3 separate regions of the Zea mays genome follow, and all the other regions are linked to region 1. The links are chromatin contacts, called in public Hi-C maps. All regions are on one chromosome and are shown on one strand. Each heading gives the region's core, a stretch centred on a gene start, on an enhancer-like site or on the middle of the called end of the contact. The rest is flanking DNA. Distances are from core to core; before and after follow the strand shown.

Evidence for each region. Hi-C and Micro-C count contacts between places; a contact is called where the count stands out from the background.
Region 2: a contact with region 1 is called in a Hi-C map of ear, with 2.6 times the contacts expected there. The contact joins the promoter of LOC103639069 here to the enhancer-like site in region 1. A contact is called at or near these places in 2 of 25 Hi-C or Micro-C datasets (bundle sheath and ear).
Region 3: a contact with region 1 is called in a Hi-C map of ear, with 2.2 times the contacts expected there. The contact joins the promoter of LOC100286060 here to the enhancer-like site in region 1. A contact is called at or near these places in 2 of 25 Hi-C or Micro-C datasets (ear and tassel).

Annotation. Positions count from the first base shown.
Region 1 is chr9:130,661,306-130,664,163 of Zm-B73-REFERENCE-NAM-5.0, forward strand. No RefSeq gene overlaps it. Among protein-coding and RNA genes, the nearest start is that of LOC100278439, 19 kb to the right of the region's middle. Within about 2 kb of position 1,371, at least 18 of the 20 cell types and tissues checked have an H3K27ac peak or open chromatin away from gene starts, as enhancers often do. A contact at or near this core is called in bundle sheath, ear and tassel, where this site is marked.
Region 2 is chr9:130,296,317-130,299,174 of Zm-B73-REFERENCE-NAM-5.0, forward strand. It overlaps LOC103639069, which reads right to left and starts at 1,469. Exons shown (of 1, transcript XM_008661862.4): 1 at 1-1,469. The coding sequence starts at 1,000. The coding sequence ends at 293.
Region 3 is chr9:130,357,950-130,360,807 of Zm-B73-REFERENCE-NAM-5.0, forward strand. It overlaps LOC100286060 (transcriptional regulatory protein algP), which reads left to right and starts at 1,347. Exons shown (of 2, transcript NM_001372382.1): 1 at 1,347-2,053; 2 at 2,262-2,519. The coding sequence starts at 1,436. The coding sequence ends at 2,345.

The DNA.
Region 1 (2,858 bases), core at 121-2,620:
TGAAGAAGTCTTCTGGGTAGTGTCTGGCCACCGTGATGTCAACCGGCAGTACAGCAAATCTAGAGCAGAAAGCTTTCTTGATGACGTCGATGCCGATCGCCGGTCTGTCTCGCCCCAGCCATGCCCAGACAGCATGAGAGGCCAGATGATCCAACTCAATGTCCATGTCGCCGCAAGAGTGCGCCACAGCGAAAGACTCCTCTGGGCGTATTGCGGTGCTGCTTCTGAAGGCCATCGTCCAATTGCCAAGAGGCGGGAAATTGGAATGATCCGAGGGAGGAGGTGCTTGTGGCTGTACTGAGGGTGGTTGTGGAGTTGTGGTCTTGGACGCCTTGTAGTTCTGAGGGCAGTGCCAGCTTTTATGGCCCGAACGACCACACTTGAAGCATTTCACCGGGTCCCTGCACTCAGCTGCACGGTGACCCCGAGCAAGGCAACGAAAGCATTTATTCTGCATGCTTGCCAGTAGCCCGCTGGTTGCTCGAGGGATTTTAAGAGAGGCGCTGGTTGTTGGGCGTCTTGAAAGTACCTTTGAATTTGATGTAGGTAATGCTTCACCCGCCGGACGGAGTCTGCGCTTGTAATGAACAGTTGTCCACCTAGAACCGGATTGGTCGGGCAGAGTGGAAGGAATTGAATCCCCGGGAGCAGCAGCGGTATGGTCAGCGCCGTTCACTGCAGGAACATCCTGCCGCCCAAATCTGAGGCAGGATTTGGCCGGTGGCGGGGAGTGAATGCTTGCAGGAGAGGATCCCCTTCCTCTGACGAGATCAGCAAAGCGCACGCGCTTGATTGACGACTGTTGATTTGTCGAGCGCAGGATTGTTGCCATCGAAGCAGCCGAACCATTCGTGGCGTGACAAAGGGAGGTGCTGTAGCCGGCTAGGCTATGATGCTCCACGCTGTGAGCATCAGGGTTCAGATCTGCTGAAACGGAGCCTACAAGAAGCTGTAGATCCGCGACGGGACCGCTGCCTGGGAGAGGTGTGGGTCGGCTACCTTGATTGGATCTTGACTTGCTCACCGCCGGAACAGAGTGGGATACGAGGGACGGAGACGGGGGCAGCTTAGCGGGTGGTGGATGCGGGGTCCTCTTACATACCTGCTCGCCGGGGAGGAAGTCCCGTTTGCTGATGGCGGAGTGGTCGCCAGTGCCGCCGCCGGTAGCAAGTGCCAGAATAGTCGTCGACCCCTCAGTATTGCTTACCTGGTCGCTCCTTCTGTTTTTTTCCTCGATTTTGTTTTTAAGCGTGTAGCATACAGAAGCACGGCCCTCGTGCAAGATCCGCCACCTCATTTGGCAATACTACTGCCCCGGGCCTGCAGCAGTATCCAAATGGACCGGCCCATTTATGTGGCCCCTGTCCTTTTTCATCAGGCATCGGTTTTGGGCTCACAGAGGAGATGGGCAGTTGCCTAGGCCTCCGAATAATTCCATGTCCATACCTTATCTCGGCAATGTGGCCATGCGCCCATACTACCCCATCCTGTTGGAACTGAGTAACTGACCATGATTCATATCTGATTCACCGATTGCCGACTAGCTTCAGTGGTCCCGTCCAGAAGTAACCATACTTTTGCAGCTAGCTTGCCAGGTTTCTTCGTCTAAAACACAGGTCTGGGTGCGCGTAGATCTTAGCTACTAGTAGTCTGAAACAATTCGAGTGGTCATCTGAAAGTTGGCGGATTTCATTAGCTTAGGGAATGTTTGAAACTCGGGTCAGTTACGGTTAGAGCCTCTAAACAGCTTTCAAAAAATCTCTCGCTGATACACCCAGGCTATTGTTCGAGCAAGACAGGAGAGATGCACGAGTTTCCCTATTGCTCTGCTTGTTGACCTCAGCGTGCTTTCTGCGACGGGTACATAGAAGCTCTATAGTGGCAGTTATGAATCTATTTGTATTGTCGTCTTTCAGAACCGCCAGTGTTAGGGACCAGTATTACATGCGGATACTGAGGACCGTCAGTGAAAATCGATTTCCACTTACGATTGATGTAAGAAAACCAGTAAAAATCGCGTAAAAAACCGTTAGTGAAAATTATTTCCAGAAAACATAAAACAGGTTTTTAAAACAGTCGAATCACAAGTCACGACATTTTTCACGAAGAATTCGCTCGCTACGCGATTCCTAGGAATCGAACCCGACCTTACTCTCGCGCGTACCCTCATCTACTGATCCGCATATGACGTTCTTTTTGTCTGACTATAGTTTTGTTGCCCATATATTACAATCAACTAAGTGTAAATTGTTTGTTTGAGACTGTAAACGAATATAAATAAAAATATTGTAAACTACAAAGTTATATAACTTTTGAAGTTCTACAACTTCTACATTGACAGATTTTACATCCGAGGTCATTTGCAAAATTTGAATTTTAAATCTTACAAATTTAGATGCAATTTTTAGTGACGGTTTCTTAACTGTAGAAATTGATTTGTACAGACGTTTCATTAAGAAAACCGTCTGTACAAATCACGGTTTTATACAGGCAGTTTTCGTAACGAACCGCCTGTACCGTCAGTAAAAATAACACTGACACATGGTAAGCGAATCCGTCTATAAAAATTAGATGGCTCCGTAGGCTTGGAGGGGTTTTTTTCTACTAGTGTACTCTTCATGTAATAAATTATAAAATGGTTGAGAGCTCGGCGCCTTTCTCCTTCAAACGTGCATGTGGTGGAACATATGATGTGCGCCTTCTTGTTGTCCCAAACAACAAGTGAAGGAAGGCGGCCCACCCAACACAACACACACACACACAACGCAGGCAAGGCATGCACCATGCAGTGGAGCCCTGCTGGTAGCCTGAGCAACAGCCAACAGACAACACCCACAGGCCACAGCGCAAGTGAGCTA
Region 2 (2,858 bases), core at 219-2,718, 360 kb before region 1:
TTAAAATTCCCAATCCAGAAATCTTGAAAAGACACGAAACACGATAATTTTGACCATAGACTCGATGAACTTCAACGGTGTACAGTGTACAAGTTGGGCCATAAAATTGTCGCCTTCAGCGCAGATACGAACGTCACATGGAGTTGAGAGTGACCGCGCGCTCTCCGGTCCGGAGCCCAGACGGAACCTCCTGCCAGAGCTGCTGTGACATGGCCCTGCTTGGCTGGCTTGACTGGAAGTCTGGAACCGGAGCAGATCGTGTATCCTGTATTCCTGTTGCCTTCGCCATTTTTCACACCAGCAGCAGTTTCTTCCCCGACGACGGCCTACGATTGGGGTAAGCACGGCAGGGCTTGCTGTCCGCCCAAACCTCCGCCGGACTTGCGGGCCCGACGCCCAAGAAACGGTGCTGCTGAGGAGCTCCCAGCTGCAGCCTCTCGTAGCTCGCGAGCCTCCCAGCGACGGGGCCGCCACCGAACAGGCCGCCGCACCTCCGCGGCGCGCTGCCGAACTCCACGCACCTGAGGAACTCGGCGGCGCCGCTGGCCAGCCTCTCGAACCTCCGGACGGCGGCACAGGCGTGGGAGCACGCGTCGTCGTCGCCGCCGCCGCCGCGGGCGCGGGCGAGGAGCAGGAGCGCCGAGAGGAAGCAGAGGACCGCGTGCGCGACGCGGCGCGGGAGCGGCGCCCGGGCCAGCCTCTCGCGGGCGTCCTCCTCCTGCAGCTCCCGCAGCTTCCACCGGTGCAGCGCGGCGTCGCACTCGTCCGCGGCGCGCCTCAGCTTCCGGCGCCAGCGGAGCAGGGACGCGTCGGCGTCGGTGGCGTGGTGCTGCCAGCGGCTGGACAGCTCCAGCGCGGCCTCCATCTTGATGTGCGCCATCTCCAGCCGCTCGACGCCTTCCCGCGTGCTCAGGCGCTCCCTGCTGTGCTTGCTGATGAGGAAGGAGAAGGTCCGGTTGACCACCTCGCCGACAACGACGGACCCGACCATCTCTGCCATTGTTGCGATAGGTCTCTCGAGTACTACTCTCTCACTGGCGAACGCCTACAGATGCTGATAAGCACATCAGATCGGTCCACTATCTGCACAGGAGTGGATGATCGGATCGGAGCACAGGAGATGAGGTAATGGAAGAGAACAAAGGTCATGTGTCCTCCAGGTCCGTTTCTTGCTCAGGCCATGGTTGGATTGCAAAATACACATGCCAGTTGCCAGTCAATCGGGGGAGCTTGGACGACCCGCATTTCGTTGACCAGACCAAGTCGATGCCGCGTAATCTGACCACCGTTTTCATGTTCCAAGGGTCTGCTGGGCTTGTGTCCATGTCCAGTGTGAATGCCAGGGTGGGCTCATGTGATTTGGGCAGTAGCAGCCCAATGTGGCATGCGCAAGCCAGCGGGAAAAAAACATTTCTCTCCGTTTCTCATAATCAGAAAAATATATAAATTTGTGCTTTTCGGTGCCTTATAGCTAAGCTGTGTGTTAGCTTCGGGGCTTGGCTCACCAGTCACCGCACTCAGCAAAATATATCATTGACTCGGCAAAACCTCTGCAAAAGGTATGAGGGTTTCCCTGGTTGTTGGATGGCATGAAGATTTGATCCCACATTATGCCATGAGTAGGTGCCTTTGAAATTAGGCACAAATCAATATTAGAGCTCAGGGCAGGGCCCACATAATTCAAGGCCCTGTATCGATTTTTTTCCTTTTTTTCTTTGTTAAGAATAGATGGTATAGATTAATCTCATTTATTAACGGTGATTGAATTATTAATGTGGAAAATGGCTTAATAACGGTAACTGAGAGCACCTAGGGGGGTGAATAGGTGATCCTGTAAAACTTAAAACTTAAGCCACAAAACTTGGTTAAGTGTTAGCACAATAATCACCAAGTGGCTAGAGAGAAGATCTTGCACAATACGATAACCACAAAGAGTTCAACACAGAGATGACACAGTGGTTTATCCCGTGGTTCGGCCAAGACCAACGCTTGCCTACTCCACGTTGTGGCGTCCCAACGGACGAGAGTTGCACTCAACTCCTCTCAAGTGATCCAATGATCAACTTGAATACCACAGTGTTTTGCTTTTCTTTTCTTATCCCGTTCGCGAGGAATCTCCACAACTTGGAGCCTCTCGCCCTTACACTTTTGATGTTCACAAAGAATCACGGAGTAAGGGAGGGATGAGCAACTCACACAAAACACAAAGATCACAGCAAATACGCACACACAAGACCCAGACTTGAGCTCAAAAGACTAGTGTCGGCGTTTCGAGACAGGGGGGTCCCAAAGCCGACGAGTGAGTGTGCTGCGTGCCCCAGCCCAGATGGGTCGAGCGCGTGGGCGAGCGCGAAGGGGGGAGAGGCGAGGTGGCCGGAGTCGAGCGTGAGAGAGGTGGAAGTCCCGCGGCCTTTGTGTTCGTCCCGCGCCCAGGTCGGGTGCGCTTGCAGTAGGGGGGTTACAAGCGTCCACGCGGGTGAGGGAAGCGAGCGGCCCCAAGAGAGCGCCTGTCCCGTCCTCGGTCCCGCACGGCCAACCTTCTCTAAGAAGGCCCTGGTCCTCCCTTTTATAGTCGTAAGGAGAGGATCCAGGTGTACAATGGGGGGTGTAGCAGAGTGCTACGTGTCTAGCGGAGAGAGAGCTAGCGCCCTAGGTACATGCCAATGTGGCAGCCGGAGAGGTCTTGGCACCTTACTGGCGTGATGTCGTGGCTGTCGGAGGCGCGACGGAGCCTGGCGGAGGGACAGCTGTTGGAGTGGTCGAGTCCCTGCTGACGTCGCCCTGCTTTCGTAAGAGAGCTGGGGGCCGCCGTCGTCACAGAGCTTGTGGAGCGCCATCATTGCCCATCCGGCGGAGCT
Region 3 (2,858 bases), core at 97-2,596, 300 kb before region 1:
ACGCGGAGTATCCGTGCATATATAAGGGCGTGTTTGGCTCATCTTTCTTAACTAGATTCAGTACTAAAAATCTAGAATCTCAACTAAACAGGTACAATAGCATAATATATTTCTCTAGTTCAATTCAGAATCACCTCATACCCTAGATTTTTTAGATTTCTATCATTCATATTATAAGCTGTCACACTCTTATAAAATCTATAGTTAATAGTTGTTTCAACTAAACATTTTTCAGTTTTTCACAATCGTCAGCTCACAACAACTTTTTCACAGCTACTTAATTTTTCCTCCTATATCGTAATATGCAGCCACGTCATCTAGACTGTACACTTTTCCTCTTATATCGTAATATGCAGGCCTCTCCTAGCGCTAATCGGCTAAGGGCGGAGCTACATATAAGGGAGTGAGAGCTTAGATCCACGCTCATTGCTTTGTTACAAGTTTAGTGTCTACATTTTCACCATTAAATTCCATGCTGAGCTTAATTGAGATGCCCTTGTTTTAGTATTTTGGTGTCTATCTTTATAAGTGTGCCCTCACTCTTGTTTTGTTCTGGGTCTGCCCCTGTGTTCGGCGGATACCAGTGCAGACAGTGTAAACCATACTAAAGTGTGCCCTGTTTGGCTCATGTAGTCACCGAACTAAAGTTTAGTCACTAAAATACCCTATTTAGATTCAGTGACTAAACCATACTAAAGAGTATTAATTGATGTGAATAATGATGTATCCCTATTAATTAGTAGATGTTTGCAGCAAGAAGAAGGTGAAGAGAGCAAATAAGGTAAAAATCTTACTTTAGTCTCTTTTAGTTATCTCTTGGTGACTAAAGAAATAAAGTTTAGTAATCCCACTTTAATCACCATATTTATTTCTTTATTTATAGACTAGAAGTGATTAAATTTTCCAAACCAAACTGGGGCTATGCTGGCGTCAAGGCAGGAGGACCTGACCTTCGCCTTGGCTTCACCTTCATCTTGGGATGGACTGATGGAGGAGGGAAGGAACCCACGATGCGTGGGTCATTATTTCTGTCCGGAAACCCCGCCGACACTCCGCAGCAACGGCTCCCGACACAGCCGTGGCGTCCCCTCGGAACCCAGCGAAAGCGACAGCGAGCGAGCGCCCTGGCCTGCCTCTGTCTGGCTCCGCGCGCAACTACCGGCCCAACGGAATGCAGCACCCCAACGGCACGCTACGACGCCACCCCACCACGTGGCCGCGTCCGTCCGTGCGGTTCCCGGCTGTCTCGTCCCGTCCGCGAGCCCCCAAGCCGCGCTGCACCTGCAGTCCTGCACTGCATCGAGTCTCCGCCTACTTATCCTGCGCGTGGCACTGGCACACTCGCTCTCCGCCCCAAGCCTCCCACGGTTGGCACTCGCACAGGCACAGCACCACAGAGCAGAGCAGCAGCAGCAGCGCGCTCACAACGTTCGCAATGGCGGCGCGGGCCACCGTCGTCCTCTACGCCGCGCTCCTCTGCCTGCTCTTCGCCACTAGCTCCGTCGCGCAGTCCCCCGCGGCCGCGCCAGCCAAGGCGCCGCCCAAGCCCTCCAAGGACACGCCCACCGCCGCGCCGTCCGCCACCCCGGCTGCGCCCGCTCCCAAGTCCTCCTCCAAGGCCAGTAGCCCATCAGCAGCGCCGGCCGCCGCGCCAACCACCCCGGCCCCCGCAGCGGCGCCAGCCAAGCCGCAGCCCAAGGCCCCCGCGCCCCACACCAAGGCCGCCGCCCCGGCCCCGGCCGCTGCCGCGCCTGCGCCCGTCGCCACTCCCCCCGCGGCGACACCTCCGGCCGCCGCGCCTCCCGCGCCCGTGCCCGAGGTGCCCTCCGCGGCGCCGGCGCCGGAGACCAAGCCCGCCGAGGCCCCCGCCCCCGCGCCCGCCAAGAAGAAGAAGCCGTCGTCTTCCTCCAAGGACAAGACGAAGAAGAAGAAGGGCGCTTCTGCCCCTGCTCCGGCCCCCGTCGCGAAGAAGCCCAAGACCGCCGACGCGCCCACGTCCGCGGCCGAGGCCCCCGGACCCAGTGGCGACGCCGCCGCCGCTGCCGACACCGCGGTACGCTTGCTAGCCACATTTATTACCGTTCCTCTCTGCCTCAATGACAGTGTCCTCTGATCGCGCACGAAACATAAAAATAACCCGAGCGAATGCCTGATGAACCCTGACGACCTGTCCTCTGATCGCGTGCAAAACTTCACATGTTACGACGAATTGGTTTGTTTATCAGCCTAACGCGGTCAGAACGTTTTGGTATGCCGTGCAGGGCGCCGCAGGGAGGACACAGGCGGGCGTGATGGTGTCGTCGGCCGTCGCGGTGGCGCTGGGTGCGGCGGCTCTGCTCGCCTAGATCTCGGATGGCTCTGGCGAATGCGTTTCTTCTGTGTAGGACCCACATCACATCGATCGATTCACTTGTGCGGATGCATTCTTTTTAGCTTTATGCCAGAGATGACATGAGTGTGGTTACTGTGGGACACTTGCCCCTGTAATGTTCAGATTTATTGCTATTTATATATTATTATACTATATTGTTATGCCTCCATTTTCCGCGCACACTTTGTTACATCCTTGGTTTCGTGCTACTGGTGGGAGTATTTTCTTCTCCTTGTAGGACTGTTGGGTTGGGTTGGGCCGATTATTCAGAAGCACCAACAAATATCCCGACGGAAAAAGTCAATTTTATCTTCCTCAACTAATAAACTTTCTTTTTTCTAGCAATTTTTATGAGAATCTGGTTGAGAGAATCCAACTGTGAAGAAAATCTGAGTATCATTAAGATTACATGTGGAAGAAGACGAAGGTGTCCATAATGTTCAGATTCTATAAAGTGATGAATTCCTACTATTGTAAAGACGACCGA